Linked DNA regions of Gossypium hirsutum: region 2 is linked to region 1. A link is a contact called in public Hi-C data. All regions are on one chromosome and are shown on one strand. The core of a region is the stretch at or near the end of the contact, and the rest is flanking DNA. Distances in the headings are between cores, read along the strand shown.

The links. A called contact is a pair of places that touch in the nucleus more often than the background predicts.
Region 2: a contact with region 1 is called in a Hi-C map of leaf, with 2.1 times the contacts expected there. The contact joins the enhancer-like site here to the promoter of LOC107890586 in region 1. A contact is called at or near these places in 18 of 34 Hi-C or Micro-C datasets (anther, callus, fibers and 4 more).

Annotation. Positions count from the first base shown.
Region 1 is chrA09:80,711,258-80,717,630 of Gossypium_hirsutum_v2.1, reverse strand. It overlaps LOC107890586 (inosine triphosphate pyrophosphatase), which reads right to left and starts at 2,524. Exons shown (of 9, transcript XM_016815090.2): 1 at 2,266-2,524; 2 at 2,122-2,186; 3 at 1,964-2,027; 4 at 1,862-1,871; 5 at 1,306-1,337; 6 at 1,075-1,187. The coding sequence starts at 2,398.
Region 2 is chrA09:80,751,471-80,758,044 of Gossypium_hirsutum_v2.1, reverse strand. No RefSeq gene overlaps it. Among protein-coding and RNA genes, the nearest start is that of LOC107942317, 23 kb to the left of the region's middle. Within about 2 kb of position 4,379, at least 2 of the 9 cell types and tissues checked have an H3K27ac peak or open chromatin away from gene starts, as enhancers often do. A contact at or near this core is called in leaf, where this site is marked.

The DNA.
Region 1 (6,373 bases), core at 1,275-3,774:
ACATGGCACATACTAATCAATTAACCAAGTCATTGGCATAAGTGGCTGACCATTATTTAATCTCTTGTTTCGAGAATTCACTTAATTCAAACTCTGCACAGACTTGAGAGTTATATATTCATATAACCAAATTATAGTTTAAATTTATTTTCTTCTTGGGGTTTCAATGCTCTTTTTGTACACAAGTCATTCGACATTTTCATGTTTGCATAACATCCTGAATTTGTTGCATATGATTAGTCAAGCAGCAAAACTATGCATCATGTAAGAAGCTCAGTATATAAAACTTAGTGGAAAGAGAAGTAACAAACAATTCAATAACTCGAAGCCTATGTTGCTCTGAATATTGATATTTTCTCAAGATACCAAGGTCTGAAACCCATGTCAAAAGCATATCTGGACATAGATATTAGATATAACTCTACACCTGTGTGTCAAGCACATAGTGGTGTTTGACTTTGACACTAACACCCGAGTTAGAATGACTTAGCTTGAAAAATCTCATCAACTATCGGGTAAATTCTCTCAGGGGAGGAGGAGATTGTGGTCCAAGTTTAAAAACTATTTTACGGAAACTGTGGATGTCCATTTTATTCTCACTTATATATGAATGAAATAAATTAGTTGATAGTGCAGAATATCCTTTATATATCTTTCAGCATTTCATGGACCCTGAAATCATTAACATAAATGCAGCACTATGTCGATCTTCAAGAAAAACACATTTCTTATAAATTAGAAATGGAAAAATTCCACGTAACTCTGCCAACTCATACCCTGACTGAAGTACCAGAAATACCACTCTCCCACCACCATTTTCCCTAGTCCATGTTTTTGCTTCCATTCATTGTTCAAAAGATGTTTAAATTACAAAGAAAAAAATACTATACATGGACCAGCACGTTCTGATCAATTTACCATTTTGGTCTTATTGACCTAACAATGTAAATTAGTACAGTCCAAACCAGTTTCTTTGTGCTTCGTTGCAGGCATATTTAGACATTTCATCATCAAAATGGAACTAGAAAGATAGGAGTTAAGGGAAGAAAGCAGAAAATAATCTTGCATACTTACCGGGGTTTTTCCCAGAAAGGTAACAGGTTCAACATCAGGACCAAGGGCAAAAGAAAACGCACATAAAGCATAAGCTGACTTATCCTCGTATGCCATCAACAAGTTATTCAAACCTAGAAAAAGTAAGAAAGTGAAGTAAACAGATCAGAGGAGACTATATGAAGCATCTTAAATTTGTCATTGATATTTCTAAAAAAGAGGAAATGAAAGAGGGTATTTTCAGAAGAGAACCTTCATGGCCAATCTTCTGCAAAAACCACTTGCTGCAGAACACATTAGATAATGACAATTAGGAAACATAAAACAAGAACCTCAATATAACATCGAAAAAGAGAAAGAATATAATGTAACTATATCATTTTCAAAATCATGTAAAGCAATTTTGGTTGCATCATGACAAACAAAGGTTAAGCTTAAACCTATAATTTTAAGAAAATGAAGACAAAATAATAAGATTATTACAATTGAGACTAGTAGTCATGCCCTGCATCTATAAGGGATTATATTAATAATTGATCTTAAGACTCTCAAAAACAATAATTAAATGAAGTCAATTAATGGCTGAACATGCAAACAATCTATTCAAAATGGATAACCATTTGCTTTATCAAGCCTAACAAGATTTCATACTCACAGAATAATCATAAACTTAATAGGTTCAGTTCTCCAAATACCAAAATACCAGAAACACGTTCAATACCATCCATTTCAATCAATTCTCTCTAGGAAATAAGAAGAAAGCTTACACCTTTTGAATTTTAACTGCTAGAATGAAAAGAGAGCTTACACGTATGGCCCTGCAAGTAGTTTAACAAAAATAAAATCATTAAGGAAAACCAAAACAGTGAAAAGAAAAGAAAAGAAAAAAAACATAGAAGATGATGAATACCTGGAAGACCCTTTAGTGCATTGAAACAAAGACATGTATCTTCAACCAACACTGGTCCATTCACCTTCACATACCCAAAAATAAAAAAGTTTCACTTCTTTAACATTAAAAAAGTAGGGCATTTTACAAAATACAAAGATTTATGAGTATATATAAACCTGGACAGCAGCCAAACAAGCCTTTTCTTTGGATATTTCTTCCGGTTCTCCTTGCAGTTCAGGCACTAAACAAGTAAAATGCAAAAAGTGATGAATAAAATCAAAGAAAAGAAATGAAAATGGAGTGGTAGAAGAATAGATTACGGTCAAGCTTGAGGGATTGGAAGGGGATGGATTGACCCAAGATGGATTTCACTTCTTCCAGCTTCTTGGCATTTCCAGTTACGAACGTTACCGGCCGTGAGACCAACACTGCCCTCGACGCCGCCGCCGCCATTTACCCTCCTTTTTTTCCTCGGCAGTTCAAGTTAGTCTATGTGTAATATATTTCGATTTTGGCTTAACTGCAAAATTAGCCCTCAAATATACCATTTTTTCTACTTTCAAGTATTTAAAAATTTTAACTATGAAAATCATCTATTTTGTAGAAATAAAATATACAGGTCATGTGTCACCTTATCATTAATAGTGGTGTATACAACTAAAAATAAAAAGTTGTGTATAGTTTTTTCCTAATTATTATATTCTTTGGGTTATATTAAATTAAATTAATAAGTTTTTTTTCCTAATTGTCGTATTCTTTGGATCAAATTAAATTAAGTTAATAATTTAGATATCAATGTTGTAAAAAAAAAATAAGTGCATAAATGAGAAAAGTAGTATGGTTTACATGCTAATTCTGCACTTAGGCCTTCAATTTTTAAAACTTGTAAAGGTTTCAGCCATAATTGGGTGAATTTGGAAAAATCAAAAGCCCTTCAGAATTTCGAAGACTTACGCTAGAAACTTGGGAAATTTTAGGGTCAGCTTCTTCTTCTTATTATTATTAAAGTGAAGCTTGTTTTTTAAATTGATTTTTAAAATTAAAATAGTTATTTTTTTCGGGGTAAATTATTCTATTAGTCACTTTAAATATAAATCGTTCTTATTTTGGTTACTTAATTTTCTTTTTGTTAATTTGGTCCCAAAGTAAAAATTGACCAAATTAGCCAATGCACCATTAAATGGTAATAGAAGACTAACTATGCATTTCTATTTTAGTCACTCTAAAATTACAACCCATCAATCACTCTAATAAAAGTTGTTCCTATTTTAGTCACTCAAATTTTTTTCTTGTTAATTTGATCCCAAAATAGAAATTGATCAAATTTATCACTTTAACATTAAATGGTAACAAAAGACTAATGATGCGTTTCTACTTTAGTCACTTTAATAAAAGTTGATCCTATTTTGGTCACCCCAAAATATTTTTGTACAAATGCATTGTTAGTCTTCCGTTACTATATAACAGTGGAGTGACAAATTTGATTAATTTCTTTTTTTTAGATAACCAAATTAACAGAAAAAAAAATACATTAGGTGACCAAAATAGAAACAGGCCCTATTTAAAGTGGCTAATAATGTTGTTTACCCTTTATTTTTATTCTACGTATTAATGCACCAACCAATCAAACGAGAGTACTAAAATGGAATAAAAATTGAATGGACTGGCAGACTATATATAAAAAACCAAAGGTCCCATTATACTTTGAATTAAACCAAAATGGGCTTTACATAAAATTACATTAAAAGCCCATAACATCTTAAATAATATAAATTGGGATATCATATAACAAAGAATTCAATATAAAAGGTTGAATGTGTTTTCAAGCCATAAAATGTCCTTTATCAAATATTGCAAAATAAAAGGCCCAATACAAAAATTTAAAATAAAACCCAACAAGTTTTAAATTCTATAAAATAGTACCAAATCACACACTAACCCAAGAATTCAATTTGGTCCTATCAACAAATTATACCATGGGCCTTGAAGCCCACTAAAATTGAATTAAACGAACCTAGATTTTCGAAAAATCAAATTAAACATATTTTTCTAATTCAAAATAGGAATTTGTAATCGAACAAAGTTCATATGTAAAAGTAATATGATATTGCAATACGAGATAAAAAATAATAATATTTGAATCCTTAACAAAAAGTTCTAACCACGGACACTTCTTGTTGCTTGTTAATTTACTTTAAAAATTGAGGAACCTATGCATAAGTGGGACCAAGTACTGAAGTGGGAATCCAATACCAAATCTTAACCATTCAATTTGGAGGATAAAGCTAATCAGCAGACATGAGAGGGATATAAAATTGCATGATTGATGACTTTGAGGGACATCTTGCAGACATGATTATCATCATGATCATCATATGGGCTCTGCTGGGAGATGCATGCAATAAATTAATGGGCCCGTACATATATATACACTTTCATTTCTTTTAAAACAATATATATTTGTACATAAATTATAAAGGATGCTAATAATTATTCTGTCTAATTATAACATGGAGCTTATAAAATGATGCTCACATAGAGCTTTTCGGCTTTTTATAATTAATTAGCTAATCCTGTACTACATTTATTTTTTATTAAGTGTTGGATTGAATAATGGAAGGTTGGACTCGTAAGCTGATTGAGGATGAAGTAATTATGTTACGAGGATGTCCGAATTTATACTTCGAGACACTCTCAAGTCGGTGAAAATTTTTGAGTAATGAAAAAGGTTAAGATAGTAAGATCAAGATGATGATGAAGATGAAAAAATACCAAGATTTTATATATGTTCTTTTGGTTCGTACATGAGTAAATTTAGATGAGATTTATAAGAATTATTTTATTGACCTTGTAATATGTCCGTGTCGATATTAACTTACCATATATGTTGAGGGTTGAAAGTTTGTATTTTAAATTATCTTATTGTGGGTCGTCTTTTATTAATGTTTACAAACCCTGTAGTTTTAGAGCTTTTAATTTATTGGTATCAATATATAAAAAATTAAAATAAATATAAAAGAAAAAGAAAATTTTAAATAAAAACACAATAAATTTATATAATTAATAGAATTAAGACCATAGATGCAAATCTTAGAAGATTGACTTGTAACGTGCCCAAATTTTATTTTCCTCTATAAATTTAAAGAAATTACACGTGGTCCTGAAAATGAGTAATAAATAATGCATAACAAATTAAGGTATTAAACAAATTTGGTCAAAAATTGTAATTCAAGCTTACTGGTAATCTGCAGCAATTGTAGGCGATGGTCTGATCAATAATCAGCAGAATTTCTTTACCTTTCAAGTTAACCAAACATGTTTATCTCTCAAATATATTAACACATTTTTTAAATTCAAGTCTTTTGCTTAAAATTTTATAAAAAGAATAAAATAACATAAATTGCTTTTTTTTATTAGTTTAGATATATAATTTTAAAATGATTTAGAAAATAAATTATAATTCATGTTTATATAAAAAAATTCAAAAGAGTTATTACAACATGAAATAAATAAATAATTTTATAATTTAAATAAATAAAAATGATGTTATCTTTATTTCATAAATTTGATTGATTGATTTAATTTAATTAAAATAAATATGAAAAAGAATTTAAAGTGAATGTATATTAAATAATGATTTTTATTGATTTAATTAAAGAAAATGTAAAAAAATAATAATAAAAGGGATAGTAAATATATTCAATTAAATAATTTTTGAAATATTTTTATTTAAATTTAATTATAAAAATAAATAGATAATAATATAAAATTATATATTTTATTATTTTGATATTGTAAATTATTAAAAATGAAATAGAGGTGAAGCAAATTTTGGTTTTCCAAAAATTACACAATTATTTTTTTCCTAGTTAAAATGAGGTAAAATAATATATTTACTTGTTTTAAAAAATGATAATGCTAAGGTATATATTGCACTCCCAAGAGAAGACGCAGGTTTGAATTTTGAATACGACATTTAGTTACAAACCTCGAACATGGATTATAAAATAGACATGAGATTCAAAATGCTTATATTCATTCTTTTATATATATATATACTAGTTTTTTATCACGTGCGATGCATGGGTTAGTTGTATATATTAATTGAAATGTCCTTAATAATTTTTATGAATCTATTTAATTTTTATAATGTTTCATTAATAATTTGATTACAAAATTAAATCATGGGTCAGTATGTAATAGATGACGAATGTCCTAGAACTGATTTATAACTAATTGTTGTTAAAATTATTCCAAAACTCTATTATGTATGTTATATTTATATTTGATTCTTAATTAAATTAAAATAAATTATTATATAATGTGAGTAATGGAAAGGTGTATAATATGGTAATTTAATTTAATTAATTATTATATAATGTGATTAAATTAAATTGAAATAAAGGAAGGGTCTGATTGCAAATGTGA
Region 2 (6,574 bases), core at 3,130-5,629, 39 kb before region 1:
TCAGAAAAATCATTAACTTATATATTTTTTAATATCGTCCTAATTCGTCCACTAGGAGCCGACTAACGTTTCACTCTAATAACAGCATATGCTTCTTTTTTTCCCCTTTTAAAAAGTCAACTAATTCCCACTAATTCCTAGCAAATAGGTCTAAATATCCATTTCCATGATTACAACTTGAATTTTAATTTTAATTTTTTTTGAATTTGAAGTTCTGTTACATGGAAACAATCCTTCCCGTAAGTTCTGTTACATGGAAACAATCCTTCCCGTACTCATAGTTATTTTTTGATGGCTATATTAGTGCTAGTTATTATAGACCACATGTAACTCTAGTTATAAATTTAAATTGCATTTGGTACCTCCATGTTTTGATCAAAACTAATGGACCTTGTAATAACATATCTTTGAGGTGTCTCTGGAAAGACATATTTTTGAGGTCGGTAAATCAAGTCAAGTAAAGACATTATAAAGACATTATAAAGACTTTCAACGAAATCAGAATTTTTTTATTGAAGAAACTTGATTTGTAAAGAAGATTGTTATGAGAATATTTAGGTGACTTCATTCCATATTGAAGACATAATTGAAGGTTATTTTTGAGAAGATAGAGACCCATGTTGATTATACTTTTGTAAGCCATTAAATGTCTATTCAAGTGAAAACTTGTTATAGTTTATGTTGGAGATTAGGGGAGATCATTTATCTTGTTTGTGTGAAGAACTTATTTCAGTGCAAAGCTATTGTAAGTAATTTTTTTTTGTTCAGTTTGCAATTAAGTTCCAAAGGGGGAAATCTTAGTAAGAGAGTGGTCTAGATTGAGTATAGAAGTGATGTTGCAACTTGATAAGTAAGTTGAACTTAAATCATGTTTTGTGCTAGGAGATTTATGGTGGATTATTCTTTAGGCAAAGTCCGATAAGTGTAAAAATTTTCCAAACAGCATACCCAAACTTTTGTATCCATATTTTATTTTATAATTGATAGTAAGTTAGTCCAGTTGCAATTGAACACGAATTTAAAAGGTAAATTCAATGAATTCACAATTGGTATCAATTCTAGACTCAATAATTGGAGATCCTATCATTCATTTATTGTTGAGGTGGGTGGAAAATTAATCTCAAGACCTCTGTGTTGGATGACTTGAATTATGCCTATTAGAAGGCAAGGATGATGGCTATTATCAGGTTCATAGATGAAAAAGCTTGGTGCTAAATTCTAAGGACTCCTGATCCTAAAGTGACTTAGACCAATGATGAAAAAAGATTAACGAATGCAAACTTTAAGGTCCTTAATACAATTTTCTATGAAGTAAACTCCCATGAGTTTAAATGCATTTCTAAGTGCACCATTGCTAGAAAGGCTTGTAGTATATTAGAAATGGCTAATGAGGTATCCACCACTTTGGCAAATTGTTAAACAAAAAGGAAAAAAAAGTGGACCAATATTTTTTAAGGAATCTAACATTTAATTGATATCAAGACACTCCTACAAGGTATGGAAGTGGTGAGATCAGAACTAGTGAATCGATAAGTGTAAAAAGAGGCTAAAGATTGGGCAAAGAAGGCTATTGTCATGGACATCCCGTTTAGCTAGCCGTAACACCTCACCGGTGAGATCAGAACTAGTGAATCGATAAGTGTAAAAAGAGGCTAAAGATTGGGCAAAGAAGGCTATTGTCATGGACATCCCGTTTAGCTAGCCGTAACACCTCACCCTATGTTTGCATAAAATTGTGAAACATGTACCAAAAAATTGTCAACTCGGTTTTAACTCTTGCGAATAATATATTTCATACTTTTTATTTTTTTTAAAATAGAACGAAAATTTATGCATTCATGCTATGTTTAGATATTTTATTCTTAATCTTAATAAGTTAAATTATAAAAAAATTTAACATATCCGTATATTCATATTATATTTCTTACTAACTACGGAAAATATGACATTTTTTTTTAGTGTTGTGTAAGAAAATATTGGTAAATGCCTCGCAATGATGATAAAGAAGATAACAATTGAAAAAAAGAAAGTATTTTAATTAATTTGAATTAGTACTTTTTAAAAAGGTTTAAAAAATTGTATATATTATATATAAATTGGATTGAAAAGACTATAATTAATAACATCCATATAAAATTTAGTAATGGAAGGTCTAATTATGGATAAGATTAGGCTAATAATTCCAAAGCACCTTGGTGAACACATGGATGGATCGATGTTGAAGGGCGGTAGCCTATGGAATGGAGTTTTTTTTTGTAGGATTTATATTTAATTTTGAATGTTTATGATTACGACATTTCATTATTAATAAAATTAAGTTATTTTTAAAATTATTAATGATGTTGTTAGTAATCAATAAAGGGAAGAGAACAATGAAAAGGAGTGTTGGTTACTTGTGACTGGTGAAGAGTCGGGAGTATGGAAAGAGAGGAGGAGTAAGAGAAGGGGAGAATGCTAGGGTATCTATGTGGGTTTTTAGAGAAAGAGTCGATCCTTGGTCTCTTGTGCATTCAGGCCTATATAAGGAGTCACGTCTTGTCTTATAGTGCCATCTAGCCGTTAATGTAGTGTCTTGTAAGGTTGTGCATGCTAGTCGAACAACTGAACTATTACAATACAGTTGTTGCCATGATGTACTATGTGGTTCTACTATAATGTTCTCATCCTTGGAGTTATATAAAATTGTTTTACATTAATTGTCTCTAAAAGAGGGTTTGTAACAAGTGGTCTCTAGAATAACTTAAATAAAATTCATGTTTGTAACAAGTGGTGTCTAGAATACTCAAACAAAATTCATGAAGGATCACCTACAGATCACCCACACTAGTAGTTCTTTGTGGAGGGTTATATGTGAAAAAAAACATACTAAAAGCTACTGTTTAATAGATGGACTTGAGCATCCATTCCCTTATAATGTCTTGTCATGCGTTAAAGCACTTGGATCGATCACTGGTAAAATAGACAAAGTTGTTATTAGTTTTTGATGGGGACATGATGAGGATCAAAAGGAACTTCATGTGTGCAATTGGATGCCAAACAACCCACGCGATAGAGACGATTAAAAAGTTAATAGTTTTAATTGTGTGAAAGATATTTGCATAAGAAAGCTTTTACGATTGGGTCCCTTGAGCCCAAACCATTAACAATTGGGTTCTTAATTCACACAAATTGAAGCATGGGCCATATACCTCAGGTTTCAGGCTTATTTTTAGGCCCTTGGACGCCATCCTAATTGCGTATATTTGACTCACGTTTCTCCAACCTTTTGATTTTCTTTTCAAAATAACTTCATTTTGGTCAACCGATTCGATGGTACAACAACAAACGCCTTTCATTTAAATAGAATTTTGATTGGCATCCATTTTCGGACTTCTTTTTAAAGAAAGGAGATATAGCTTGAGCTTTTATATCGTTTTTTTTAACATTAATTTTATTATAGGTTCTTAATTATTATATCTGTTCTTTTTTATATAATACTTAAAATTATCCATAGCTCTTCCCAACCCTTGAATAGAAAGATAATACGTTTCAGCATACTTAAACCCATGTCCTTTTGCACCGATAACAATATAGATGTCAATCGAATTAAAACTCAATCGATCATTCAGATTCTTTTATATGCATTTTTTAAGCTTTATTTCCAATGTACTGAAGTTGTTAGGGCTTCTTTTCTTTCTTTTTTTTTGGTTGTAATATTTTACATAAAATAATAACAACAATAATAATCTAATTTTGGATTCTAACAAAAAAAAATTTTAATTAGGGCTTTTATTTTCTTTATTATTTTTCTTTTCTAACACAATTTTTTTGGATTTTTTTATTTGTTGGTTTATTTTTTATCTTTGATTTTTTTTTGAGAATACAATCTTTTAAATTTAATATTCTTTAATTAATTTTTATTTTAACTATTATTAAGTTATTCTTTTTAATTTTTTAAGTGATCGAACCAAACAATTCAATCGATTGAATTGAAAATTGAAAATCCAACCAGTTCCTTCATTCCAATACTTACAAAATTGATTCAAGATTCACCTTAATTTGACAATATTATTTACATTTTTATTACCTTATCAATAATAAATATTTTTAAAAAAGCTTATTATTTAAACAATATTTTATTTTATTTTTATTTTACCCACAAGTGTACTTAGAAATAGTTATATAATATATATATTTATATGCAGCCTACCAAATTCAATATTGTTGGGCACCAAACTATATGCAATAGTTCTCAGTTGAAAAAAGAAAAGAAAAAGAAATCAGTGGTTAAGAAGGAAACAAAGAATAGATGTTAATGGTCAGCCAAACAACTGATGGCAATGGGAGCTTTACTTTGTTTTTATCAACTTTTTTGAGTGCACATGCTCCCATGTGACCACTTCCTTTGTGGACCTCTACCCTATAAATCCATCTCTTTTATTTTTCCTTATCAATCAATATATACATACCATGTATATGTATTTTTTATGTACAGGTATAAATTTATGGACCTTATATTAACAACCAATATCCAATACGAAACCAAAATATATATATTTTTTATATATTAATGAATCACGTAATGTTGTTTTATTAATAAATAAACATAACGTTAAGATAATACATGCACATGCAGAGATGGACATTATTCTCTTTGGCTATAATTGATTCCATGCTTGCATGCGTACATGGAGAAGCAAGCTTATATGTAAATCAGTTTCTTTTGTTGTTTTTTTCTTTGGGAGAAATAATAATCATTGAAGTGATGAATGGATATGATTAAACAAATGCGGGTTTGTATGATATAATTGATGTTGTATTTTATTGTATTAATGATAAAGTTATCCAAAATATTGGGTTGCTGAAAGTTTCAGCAAAATGTCGCATGCATGATTCTACAACACCAATTTATAAATGTCAAAAACCCTTAAATAAAGGGATCCTCAACCATGTGCTTATCTATCTGGGTAGAATATTAGAAAAGTTAATTTTGTCAGACTTTTCGCTCAATTCCAGTTCATTTCATGCCCTGATCAAAATTTTCTTCTTAAGTCGAGTGGTAAATAGTCTGGAATTTTTTAAATAAAATTTTGGATTTAAATTTTGTGAATAAAAAAATAGTATTCGATCTAGTGATTTCGACTTCAAATTTAATTGAAATTCGATGTAGTTATTAGGGTAAATCAAATATTCTTTAATAAAATTAGTTGTTGGTTAATGATAAACTAGCGTTATCCCTTATTTTATGGTTTCAACATTTTAAGCTAATAAAATTGGTTGATGAGGCATGTCCTTTGAAGGACAAAAACCATTTAGGTTTGGCATTTAGAGAACCTTACTTCGAGGACAAGATTTCTGAGTGAACGACATAAATTAAGACAAGGACTGGTTTTGTTTGGACAACCTAATCAATCTCCATAATTTCGTGTACAGTTTGAAGCTAGAAAGGGGAAATTTTAATTTTAATTTTTCTTTTCAAAATATAATTTCTATTATTATTTTAATTTGTAATTTTATAATTTTTGAAGTAACCTAACTTTCATTTTTACCATGTTGGAGGAAACTAAAGCCTTTGTTTGCCCTGATGTCTCTAGAAGCAATAATGGTTCGGTTTTGATAAATTTTAAAAAAAATTGATTATCTTGAAATATTATGGCTGATCAAAAGTTAAATTGAATATCAAACTTATCAAATCGAATTAAATTTCACAACTTCAGATTAATTCCATTTGTCAATTTAAAAAAAATTATAAAATTTTAAAGTTTCTTCCGCTAATTTAAATGTAAAATAAATATTGTATTATAAATAATTTAAAATTAAATATAAATTATAACTTGGTTGCCTTAGCATTAATAATATTCTTAAATTACTCATAACCCTTCTCAATCCTTAAAATAGAAGATATTACTTGTTCAAATGCATTCAAATTCATATTCTCATTACAACAGTAACGATGTTAATCATTCTAAAATTCAATAGGTGTATTTTAGAAGATATATATCTTAATTTCATGTGCGATTTAGTATAATCCTCCATTTATTTTTATTTTTATTTTATTTTTTTAACTCTTTTAACATCCCTGAACCGAGTCTGAAATTTTGTAATGTTTCACCGCAATTTCACAGAAGGTTGTAAGCAATGTAACAAAAGATGTACAAAACTGCTCCCAACACCTGTTTGGTACTATAATTATTAAATCCAAAAATTCTTCATATAATTTTATATTGTTTTTGGGTTTATCCATAATAGAAATTAAGGTTATCCTAGTTATCCATTCCAATGCAAATGGCACCATAACATGGGATGTCAGAGTGGCAGAAAATCTGATAATTTGAGAATATTTTCTCTATCAAAATATTCATATCTCATATCTGTTTCTTCATTTCTTTTGGTCTGACATTCTGATTCTTTAACTCAGATTATGTATAAATAAAATTTGCTGAAGCTAATTAAATTATTGGATGAATGCCACAGCTCAAATTCACAATATGTTCACGACCAATAAACAAAGGGGTAATATATTATTTGGGACCTAAATTTGGTTCTAATGTTCAATTTAGTACTTGAATTCTTTTTTGTCCTCGTTTGATATTTG